2 separate regions of the Pungitius pungitius genome follow, and region 1 is linked to region 2. Evidence: chromatin contacts called from public Hi-C data. All regions are on one chromosome and are shown on one strand. The core of a region is the stretch at or near the end of the contact, and the rest is flanking DNA. Distances in the headings are between cores, read along the strand shown. Region 1 holds the start of LOC119198743 (myosin-7-like). Region 2 holds the start of LOC119198715 (cyclic nucleotide-gated cation channel beta-3).

Evidence for each region. Hi-C and Micro-C count contacts between places; a contact is called where the count stands out from the background.
Region 1: a Hi-C map of muscle shows a contact between it and region 2, with 3 times the contacts expected there. The contact joins the promoter of LOC119198743 here to the promoter of LOC119198715 in region 2. A contact is called at or near these places in 2 of 2 Hi-C or Micro-C datasets (both in muscle).

The regions. Positions count from the first base shown.
Region 1 is chr19:14,251,478-14,256,911 of fPunPun2.1, reverse strand. LOC119198743 (myosin-7-like) reads right to left here and starts at 3,260. Exons shown (of 38, transcript XM_037456217.2): 1 at 3,214-3,260; 2 at 2,902-3,113; 3 at 2,669-2,812; 4 at 2,413-2,569; 5 at 2,283-2,310; 6 at 2,073-2,178; 7 at 1,890-1,982; 8 at 1,610-1,673; 9 at 1,412-1,510; 10 at 1,225-1,328; 11 at 1,006-1,144; 12 at 796-914; 13 at 562-711; 14 at 312-482; 1 more. The coding sequence starts at 3,105.
Region 2 is chr19:13,911,664-13,917,158 of fPunPun2.1, reverse strand. LOC119198715 (cyclic nucleotide-gated cation channel beta-3) reads left to right here and starts at 3,676. Exons shown (of 14, transcript XM_037456165.2): 1 at 3,676-3,856; 2 at 3,938-4,461; 3 at 4,551-4,601; 4 at 4,676-4,762; 5 at 4,842-4,906; 6 at 5,044-5,166; 7 at 5,304-5,445. The coding sequence starts at 3,676.

The sequences.
Region 1 (5,434 bases), core at 2,011-4,510, 340 kb before region 2:
TCACCAGCCAGTTACCGATATTGTAGTCAACAGTTCCAGCGTAGTGAACCAGGGAGAAATGAGACTCTGGTTTCCCTTTGACCGCCCTGGGTTTCTGGAAGTTGGGACTTTTACCCAAATGGTTGTCATACAGTTTGGCTTTAAACGTTGCGTCACTGGCTTTGGGAAACATGCACTCCTCTTCAAGGATGGACATGATTCCCATTGGCTAAGGAAAAAAACCGTATCATTAAACCTTTTAAAAAATTAAAAAGATTTGCTTCTGCTTGTCACAGGGATTCATTCATTTTCGTATTTAACGTTGCACCGACCTTCTCAATGAGTTCAATACACGCTGCCAAGTCCATACCGAAGTCAATGAACTCCCACACAATGCCCTCTTTCTTGTACTCTTCTTGTTCCAGCACAAACATATGGTGGTTGAAGAACTGCTGCAGCTTCTCATTAGTATAGTTAATGCACAGTTGCTCAAATGTGTTGAACTAGAAAGAGCATTCAAAGGAGAGAAGTTAGTCAAAGTTTATTTCATACTCAAGTCTCAATAAAACCTTTTATACTCACATCAAAGATCTCAAATCCAGCAATATCCAGCACACCAATAAAGTGCTGACGGGGTTGCTTTGTATCCAGAGAATGGTTGATTCTCACCACCATCCACAAGAACATTTTTTCGTACACTGACTTAGCCAATGCACCGATAGAGTAGTTCACCTAAGAAGTGGCATAAAACCAATTACAATTAAATCCTCACTTTATCCTCGAAGACCCAGGATAGATGTCAGTGGGGCGCCTTACCTGCTGCACATTTTGACCCTTGGTGACCCACTCGTTGCCTACTTTCACTCTTGGGTGACAAAGGCCCTTGATGAGGTCAGCAGAGTTCAAACCCATCAGGTATGCAACCTTGTCTGTATCTGTAATGCATTTTGTTCAAGAGAAGCAGATACAAATTCTGAATTGGTGGTAGTTATACTCTTGTTTGATATAGTCTTGATGGTCTTTTACCTTCTGTGCCATCCGGCTCTGCTTGCTCTTCCCTCTGCTTCTGTTTGAACTTCATGTTTCCATAATGCATGACGGCACCAGTCATCTTGTAGATGCCATTCTTCTCCTCTTGGGTGAAGCCCAGGACATCAAAAGCTGCCTTAAACACGAAAGAAATACATCCACGTTAGTAGTAAAATCCCATGAATGGAGTTCACACACATGCACTCGGTTTCTTACATCAGTAGCCATCAGCTCATCTGCATCATCAATAGAGGCTACAGTTGTCTCTCCTTGGGAGATGAAGGCGTAGTCATAGGGGTTGTTGGTGATGAGCAACATTTCTGTCAAGGAAAGGTTTCAGTCTGCGTGAGTAAGTTGCATTTCTTCATGTTCAAACGTATTCTTTGGTTTGTCGAGGGCCTACCCAGAAGTTCTGGTTTCCTTTGGGACAGAATCTGGTAGAAGATGTGGTAGTCTCTTTCAGCCTTGAGCTGATAAGTGACACGGGATTTTTCCAGCAGATCTGACAAAGATATCAATGATATGATTGAAGTGCACAACCTCCAAAGATTTTGTATTGCACCATGGAGATTTCAAAGTGCCCCCCCCCCCCCCCGCTTACATGTTTCAATATCAGCAGAAGCCAACTTCCCACTGACACCAAAGTGGATTCGAATGAATTTGCCCTTTGAGAAAGTAAGCAAAAGACAATTTTATTCTATCAATACAAAGAGGGTGAAGTGACAGATTTGGATTGAGTGCCCTAAAATCCACCCATTTCATCCACAAATGGGAAGAGCGGTGATCTGTGTTGAGTAGCTGCTAGTAAATTTGGATTTGGGGAAGGTGATGGGGGCGGTAACACTTCCTTATTTAAAGAATGGAGTAATAAAGAAACTCACAAATCTAGAGGAATTGTCGTTTCTGATGGTCTTGGCATTTCCAAAGGCCTCCAGAGCAGGATTGGCCTGGATGATTTGATCCTCCAAGGTACCCTGTGTATTTAATAAATGCCACAAAACTTAACGTTGTGGGATTCTGTGAAAGCATCTTAATATATATATATATATAATAATCAAACCAACCTTTTTCTCCTGAGCGGCATCCTTCTTACCAGAAACCGCCGCAATGCTGGCAAAGTACTGGATGACTCTCTTGGTGTTCACCGTTTTTCCGGCACCAGATTCTCCGCTGCGTGTGAAAACAAACATGAACTGCGCACGTCAAAAGGGACAAAAAACTAAAATGGGATCCTCGGGTTTGGAACCAGATGAGACTTTATGAAAAAAACGTACGTGATGAGGACGGACTGGTTTTCTCTATCTGCAAGAATTAAGACCACGTTTTGGTTATCTTTAAATGTTGGGATATAGAGATCACAAAGCGCTACGCCGGAGGTGGGCGTTTCTAAAGCGCTGAACGTACCTGAGAGCATGTACTGGTAGGCGTTGTCAGAGATGGAGTAGATGTGCGGAGGAGCCTCGCTCCTCTTCTTTCCCCTGTAGGCGTTGACCACCGCCTGGTCGTACACCGGCAGAGACTTGTAAGGGTTCACAGTCACGCAGAACAGCCCTGAGTAGGTCTGTGGACAACAACACGTAAGAACCACGCCGTTCATTTGGAAGAAAGATTTAGTGCAGGTTTGGGGAGAAAAAAACTCTGAAACGGGTTGGTCACATACGTAGATCATCCATGCTGCATATCGCTCTTTGAGGTTAAACAGCACAGCTGGTTCGTGGAGGAAGGTGAACATCGCCATGTCCTCAATTTTATCAAACTTTGGCGGGTTCTGAGGGTGGACATCCACCTCCTTATGGACGGTAGTCTGAAAATGTTGACCATGGAGAATATCTCAATTAGAATTTACTGTTAGAAGTTACTGTGTCCAAAGTGTTTCAACCAAAACACAATTACTTTTCCAAACTCGGTTTCCACGGTGGCTTTGTCCCCTTCTCTGGAGATGACTCTGCCTTTAACGTACTCCACCTCAGGGTCGGGCACGAAACACTCCCTCTTAATGTCGAAGACTCGGGTCTGGGCCTCCAGACGCTCCTTATCTGACTTTCGCAAGAAGGAAGCGGCAGCGCCGAACTCCGCCATCTGGGCGTCGCCTGACATCTTGATAACTGTGAAACAACAATTTGAAAGTTTCTGATTCTCAGTAATAGCAGTTAGCCATGAATTATGATTGTGAAGAGGAGAAGCTGACTGCGTAGACCTATTTACCTGTTTCCTTTTCCTCTCTGCGTGGAAAGGTTTAGTGAATTCTCTCTATAAAAAAATAAAACAAAACGCTCACAGTGTGTTTTCAACATGTGACATAATAGTTAAGTCATGGGTCAAAAATGTATGGATACTTGCCTGCAGGTGCTGTGATCCCGTCCTTGCTCCTCTTTCTGAACCCCTCTTTATATTCATCCCGCAGGCAGAGCTTCGGCACCCGGCCAACCTATGAGGAGAGAGGAAGAAAACAATGGACGCTCATCAAAAAAAAAGACAGATCTTTATATGGAGATAAAAAGGTGTGGACAAAAGCGATCATGTATGCATTGGAACTTCTGAGTTGACCTAAGCATCTATTTTTATTTTGTCCTTCAGGTGACTGAAACATTTTATTTAATTATAGAAGATAGAAAGATAATTCAGTTGATGTCATTTTAGGTGAAATATTTTATGTTTCTCATACATATTACATTTTTTTTAATAACATGAAAATGATTTACATAAAAATGTGAGCATTTTCCTTTATACATTTTGTCTAAACTACAGACATTTTGGTCCGCTGTCACTATAGTATGCACTTCATTAGACTACATTCTCTCTTTCCTGGAGGACAAAGATAAACCTGTGAATCTTTTGACTGGTACTTCTCCTCCTGGACGTCAGCTGACCCTCCTCCATCTAAAATAAAAGACTGGGTATGACAGCTGCCGGCTCTCAGGGGCCATGTGGTGAACGTATACGGACACTTATCACTTCTCTCATGTACATGTTAATGCTAATGCTTCGGAATAACCCTCGCGTTAACAGAGGGGGATCCTTAAATCAGGTGTTTATTGAGCAGACTTCCCGAAGACCTCCTCAAGAAGCACAGAAGCGGTTTGACTTCAACGGCTTCACACGTTCCACCGCGGGCCCTGTGGGTCTGCACGGGTTGACCCCAGCGCACCATTCCTCCGGACATCAAGGGCGCCGGCGAGGCTTTCATTCGCAGCTGCCTCGCGTCCTTCTGTCGGTCAACACCCATGATGAAGCTCCACCAGGCTTCTTATACCGGGCCTTTGTTTCAAGTCTATACGTAGACAGATGGCCACTTGTGGACAGACATGTCATGGGACGTGCTTCTATTGTTCTTGTGTGTGTGTGTGTGTTATACTATGGGTCAACTGTGTTTATTAGAGGTCAATATCTGTTTCAAATTGATTACGAATTTGAAACAAATGATTAGTTCTGAATGATTTGGGCCATCATCCTTATGTGAATGCGTCATTGCTCCAACTCGTTGTCTTGAACACGGGCCACGGGGCACCGGGGGGGGGGCGGGGTGTTTATGGCTTTGTCCTTGAACTCAAAGAACCACATGACACTCACAAAGCCACCACGAATGTCTTTGGCACACCGAGGGAGGGGGGGGATCAAAAGTGTGCAGTGACACGTACGATCAAACTTGTCTCACACCCTCACACTAACTGGCTCTGTCTCACACCCCCCTCCCCACACCAATATGAAACGGCTATTATAAAACTGCATTGCTTCGTTTACTACTGGGACATGAGATTTAGCTGCTGGTAGTGAGCTGGAACCATGAAGGGGTCATTTACTAAAATAAAAGGGTGAAATAAAGACCACGTGGAGGAAAGATGCAGCAGTTTAGTGTGAAAAGCATCCCAAGCAGCTGTTGCTCAACAAGTGGATCAGAGCTCTCTATGTCGGCACTGACGCGCCTCGTTGGCCCCCCGCATTGTTTCCTTCTGAGGACAAAGATAAGCCCGTGAAAGTGTTTTAGGATTCCTGCTATTGCACTCAAGGGAAAACGCTTTGTGTCTTTTAATTCTATCAGGAAAAATGTTCATTGTCGTTCAGTGTTAAAAACAGTGAACAACAAGTCAAACCAGTTTATTTGGTTTATTCGGTTCCGCTGAAGTCAGCTGTCTGGAGTCGTAGCTGCTGTGGAATTCTAGATCTTTTCTAGTTGGACCGAGATCCAAACCTAACCTACAGACTTCTTTTGACAATGCAAACAACATCATGCGCCACCAGAACAAACTCCGTTATCTCTAAGTTAACTGGTGCGGGCGAGCAGAGCGCAGAGGGCACTTCTGCACGGGGCTGTGAAGGATTAACTTCATTAAGTGATTGAATTCTCGAGTGGCCGCAATGATCACAAGGCTCAAACCCGCTATTAGCGCACCAGGCGACGTGCAAAGCCGCCCGCGAGGTGAGAATG
Region 2 (5,495 bases), core at 2,427-4,926:
TCCGGCTCCGGCTGCGGCTGCGGCTGCGGCTGCGGCTGCAGCTGCGGTTAAGGTGAGACTTGGAAAATAGTGCGCTGTATGTTCAGTGATTAAATACAAATATAAAATACAAACTGCAAACGTATTTTCATGCATATCTGGTTTCCCAAAGGGGATTTAAATTTCTTGAATGCCCAGAAGTGTTCAGTAGATTTCATGGTGTTCACTATGAGTCAGTGACGGCAAGTATTGTTTGCCGATCTGAATTTGGTACAATTCTTTTCCACTGGGATCACGACTGGTTTCTTATCTGCTCATCTGCTCCCCCATCTTTAGAATCGCTCAGTACTCTTGCCAACTAAGAATCTGATAAAATTGTAACCGCTCGTTAGCCGATGGGCACTTTGAAATGTTTTTGATCTCAAACCCATCTTGTTTTAAAGATCAGACAAGGGAGTCATTTGTCAAATGCTAAATTCCATTATCTTTAAAAAGGGTCTCTTAATTAAAATGTCTCAGCGATTTACCTTATTTTGACTGATGAAGGCGAGCAAAAGGCGACAATGTGGAAAATGCCGATTTATCTTGTAGGCGGAGAAGCCGGCCGAAAAGGACAAGAATGTGGACAAACCACGGGGTAAGTCATCGTTATTATCTGTCTGCTTTCATTTGGCTTTCCTTTCAATTGTAATCACTCTCCTTCATCTTTTCAAAAAGGCCTGTAGATAAAACTGAATGGTTGGACTGGATCATAAAGAGAGTTAGGAATATGTTGTCTCTCTCTGCCACAAAGGCCCCCGCTTTCAAATCATTATCTCAAACTTTCTGCTGTAATTTGTCAAAACAAAAGTCAAAGAATATTGCTGAGCTCCAAGAGGCGGCAATCAAGCAAATGTGTGCACTTGTAAGGCTGAGATATTGATCAGGAATAGAATCAGAGAGGTGCACAGATTATTGTCTGTTCAAACCTCACTGTCCCTACTTTTTGAGTTCTATGACATAAAGTGAATACATGCTATTTGAGGAAAGTGTTGATTTCAGTTTAGACAGTCTTGTGCTCACGGGGTATTTCATAAATTGAGTCGCCTTTCAGTGGTTTAAAGGTAGAACTTAACCCCTAAAATAACTTGTTTTTCCAAGCATGTCTGAAATTTAACCATTTTCTTCTTTTTTTTCCAATTTCTTACTGATTTAAATGCTGTCACTCTTAACGCTTTAGTAATCACAAGAGACGAAATTGATGAAACAAAGTAACGGGGAAACAAAGTCAAACAAAACAAATCGGAAAATTAGAAAAAATGTTAGGCTTTATAAAATAACCCCACAAAAACTTGATCTGAAATGTGATTTTGATTTCTTTTCCCAGAGTCAACTTCTGCAGCAGGACCCCCAGCAGCAGGAGCTCCACCAGCAGCAACTCCTCCAGCAGGACCCCCAGCAGCAGGAGCTCCACCAGCAGCAACTCCTCCAGCAGGACCCCCAGCAGCAGGAGCTCCACCAGCAGCAGGAGCACCACCAGCAGGACCCCCAGCAGCAGCTCCTCCAGCAGGACCACCAGCAGCAGCTCCTCCAGCAGCTCCAACTAACCCAGATCAAGCTGGACTTGAGGGGTAAGACCTGCACCCTTGGTGGTTTCTGCAGTCAGTTGTTTCAGCAGAAACTCTGAACACACCTTCGTCTGCGTTTTTCCTACCTGATTGGACATTTTGATAGCAGGGGAGATGCACCGTCAGTACAGCAGAAGCAATTAAAGAGAGTATGTGTAGTGTTTTTATCGCCAGAGGAACTCCACTTTAGCTTACCAAAACACACGTCTGCCAAGACACCGACACCACGAACCAGTATCAAAATAATCACCCTCACTAATTAATCACATTCCCCGTAGAGAGCGCAGATAGGAAGAGAGACAAAGCCTTCAGAAGTGAACGTCACATGGCCATATTCATCCCCAGGTGCCACATGCACATTAACGGGGTGACCTGAAAGTGGATTAAAAGCTTTTCAGCTTTACAGGTTTAAGAAGCTCTTCTTCAGGCCAGCTTCTGGCCAAGGATTGAAAGCCATGAAAGCGACACATTTGGCAGATCCTCACAATTGTAAATACACGTTGCATACACTACTTTCCCAAATGATGAGACATGTTCTAAATGTTTCATTGCTGGATGATAAAGGACGGGCGGCAGAGTGAGGAGGAGCTTGATTTGGGAAGTCGTTTAGATTTGGGAACGTTATTTGGGGTTAATGCCAGAGTCAGACCTTTTATTTTGAAAACAGGATTTGAATCTGCAAATAGTGGTCTTGGAATAGAAAAAAAGGGAAAGTTTATTATGATGAAAATAAATGAATAAAGGTGAACATTTAGATACATGTGTCTAAACTCTAAGGTCTTCTGTAATTTTAAGCACAGCCGACAAGGTGTTTAGGTGTGTTTCTCCTCTCACCATATACAATGAAGGTATTTCTTATTTAACTTACCAAAGAACCATTTAGAGTCACACAGTTGCAGCTAAATCTAACTGTCTAACGGCTTACAGTTTTTTGCATGGTCATTTTGCAGAGCTGTTTCCCTGACTAATGCAACTCATGTGTAGCACTCAACTGTGGAGGACTGTAGTCCAAATCGGCATATTGCTGTCACGGTTTGGGTCCTCTTCCTGTCTTATTTTGTAGTTTTCTTGTGTCTCGTGTCTCTGGGTGAGCTTCACTTCCTGTCCTGACATGTGATTGCCTGATTGCTTCCACCTGTGTCCAATCACCTGCACCTCCCTTGTGTATTTAAGCCCCGTGTGCCTGTTGTCCTTTGTCGCGTCATTGTCTTAGTCAGTCATCGTTGGTGCACGTCCTTTGTTTTTGAGATTGGTGAATAAAGAGCACCTTTTGGATATCTGGTAACTCCTGCGTTTGAGTCCTGCCTCCTTCCGCCTGCAACCTGCTCCAGCACCCACACCTGACAATTGCAGCTGTGAAATAGTTCATCCTACACTTTGTAAAGGAAGTGGGTTCATCAGTGTGCCTTTCTGCTTTTCTTGTTGTAAACCGTCATGAGAAAAGGTTTTTGGTACTATTTGATGAAAGTGTTGAACATATATTCGGGTCTTGGTGTTTTCTTAGCAATGACTTGACATAAATACATCTGACTCCCCCATGTCAGCTAGATGTAATGTTGGATCCTGTCCGCTAGGTGGCGACACATGAGCACAGATATCCTCTTCATCGATGGGAGGGCCGGCTGTTTGGGGCTGAAAAGTGCTTTTCTAAAACATTTAATTTACTAAAACGGGTGCTGTTGTACAAACAGACATTAAAAATTACAAGTCAAGGTCTGTTTCCTTAGATTTTGTGAGTCATGTTTAGAAGATGTATGTTGAAACTATTTTCTCCCAATTGACATATCCTGAAAAAGTTTATGCTACAATCTACATTTAAGGTGACCTTAAAAGACAAGAGGGTGAAAAGTTAAAACGCCTTGTTTTGTCTTGACTACATTCACATCTGGCTGGTTGATGCAACACACGGTTTGAAGGGGGTTTCCTGTACAAGGCCAACTGTCTATAAAACTTTAAGAAAATATTGATTACAGCCACTAATTGTATTACTCTAGAACGAATACAAATATTGTTCTGTCCCCCTCATCACACAACAAACAGGCCAATTTACGCTCTTCCATTATTCTTAAATCAAAAAAATAAAAGTGTGATGTTATTTTCCATCTTTAGACAAGAGTCGGCCCCTCCTGCACCTGCCCCCATCGTCATCAATAAGTATGCAGACGAGCAGCTCAGATTCATAGCCAAGCGCATGAAAGAGAGGCTGAATCTCTACAAGGAGAAAGTGGCCGATCAATACGCTTCATCCCCAGAGATCAGCCCTCCCGTCAGTGAGTACCACAAAATGATATCAAATATTTAATATTGCATAGTATCTTTAAGCACACTAAGTCTTCATATTGTCCTTTCAGCACCATTGCTGCGCAAAGACATCTACGCAAAAGTCATAGAGGAGAGGAACAAGCAAGCGGAGGAGGAGCGCATAAGGAAAGAAGAGGCGGACCAGAAGAAGAAAGGGGAGCAGGAGAAGAAAAAGAAGGAGGCCGAGCAGAAGAAGAAAGAGGAGGAGGAGAAAAAGAAAGCAGAGGCCCCAGATGAGAAAAAAGAGAAGAAGCCGTTGATGTCGAAGTTCAAAGACGGCGTCTGGCTCTCGGTGGACACGGTGCTGAAACCGCTGGAGACCTTCGTGGACCCGGTGCTGGGGAACACCATCGACCCTTTCACAGACCGCCGCTACATCGCCTGGTTGAGCGTGGTGACGTTGGCCTTTAACTACAACACCTGGTTCATCACAGCCCGACTGTGTTTCCCGTACCACGGCGAGAGCAGCATCCCGCTCTGGTTCGTCCTGGACACGCTGGCCGACCTCATCTACCTCACAGACTCCATCTTCTTCCAGGCCCGCAAACAGTACGTCAAAGCCGGAGACATCATAGTAAGTGTGACGTAGTGGAGCCCATGTAGCCTGATGATGAGAGGGATTTAAGACATGACAATGTGACGGTGTTCATCTTCATCTTTCAGAAAGATAGAGCGGTGACCAAGAAGAACTACAGAAACACAGACAGATTCTTGGTACTGTAGCTTGGGTTCTGGGTCTTAGAACCAGCTTGCGTCAGTGACCTCACACATCTGTCTCTCATCAACAGCTGGACGTGATGTCTGTCCTGCCGTTTGACTTGCTGTACATGCGGTATGGATTCAAGTCCATTTTCAGAATAAATCGCTTGCTGAAGGTGAATTTGATCAGTCAGTCGAGTAGAGACTCAGTTTGCTGGGGTAGCCTGGGCTGACGGTGTCATTCGTCTTCTCAAGGTGGACACCTTTTTTGAGTTCAGCGACCGTCTAGAGAGCATCATGGCCAAGGCGTACATCTGGAGGTAAGTCTGGATATTTTGTTTTACTCGTATATAAATACATCATTAAAAAACAATATCCGAAAAGCGCAGGGTGGATGAGGGTCTCACCTTTTACAACATTACTCTGATTGAAGAGTAAGTCTGTACTTTTCTATTAGAGTGATTCGGACCATCGGGTATCTTCTCTTCATGCTCCACCTCAACGCCTGCTTCTACTATGTGGCTTCAGACTACCAGGGCATCGGCAAAACTAAATGGGTCTACTCCGGTCTGGGCAGTGCGTAAGTGCAGAAACTTTTATATATATATATATACGTATATATATGTATATGTGTGTATTGCCAATGATGCTAGTTTGACCCATTGGGTAAAATAAACCATTAAAATGGGTCCTTTTGTCCTCCCCCCTCTCCCACAGGTACCTGCGCTGTTACTACTATGCTGTCCGCAGTCTGATCAACATCGGGGGTCTCAACGAACCTCATACCGTCTTTGAGATTACCTTCCAGATGACCAACTTCTTCACGGGCGTCTTTGTGTTCTCCAGTTTGATTGGACAGGTGACACAGAGACACACTGTCTCTCCACAGAGTCAAAAACAACTGTGCTA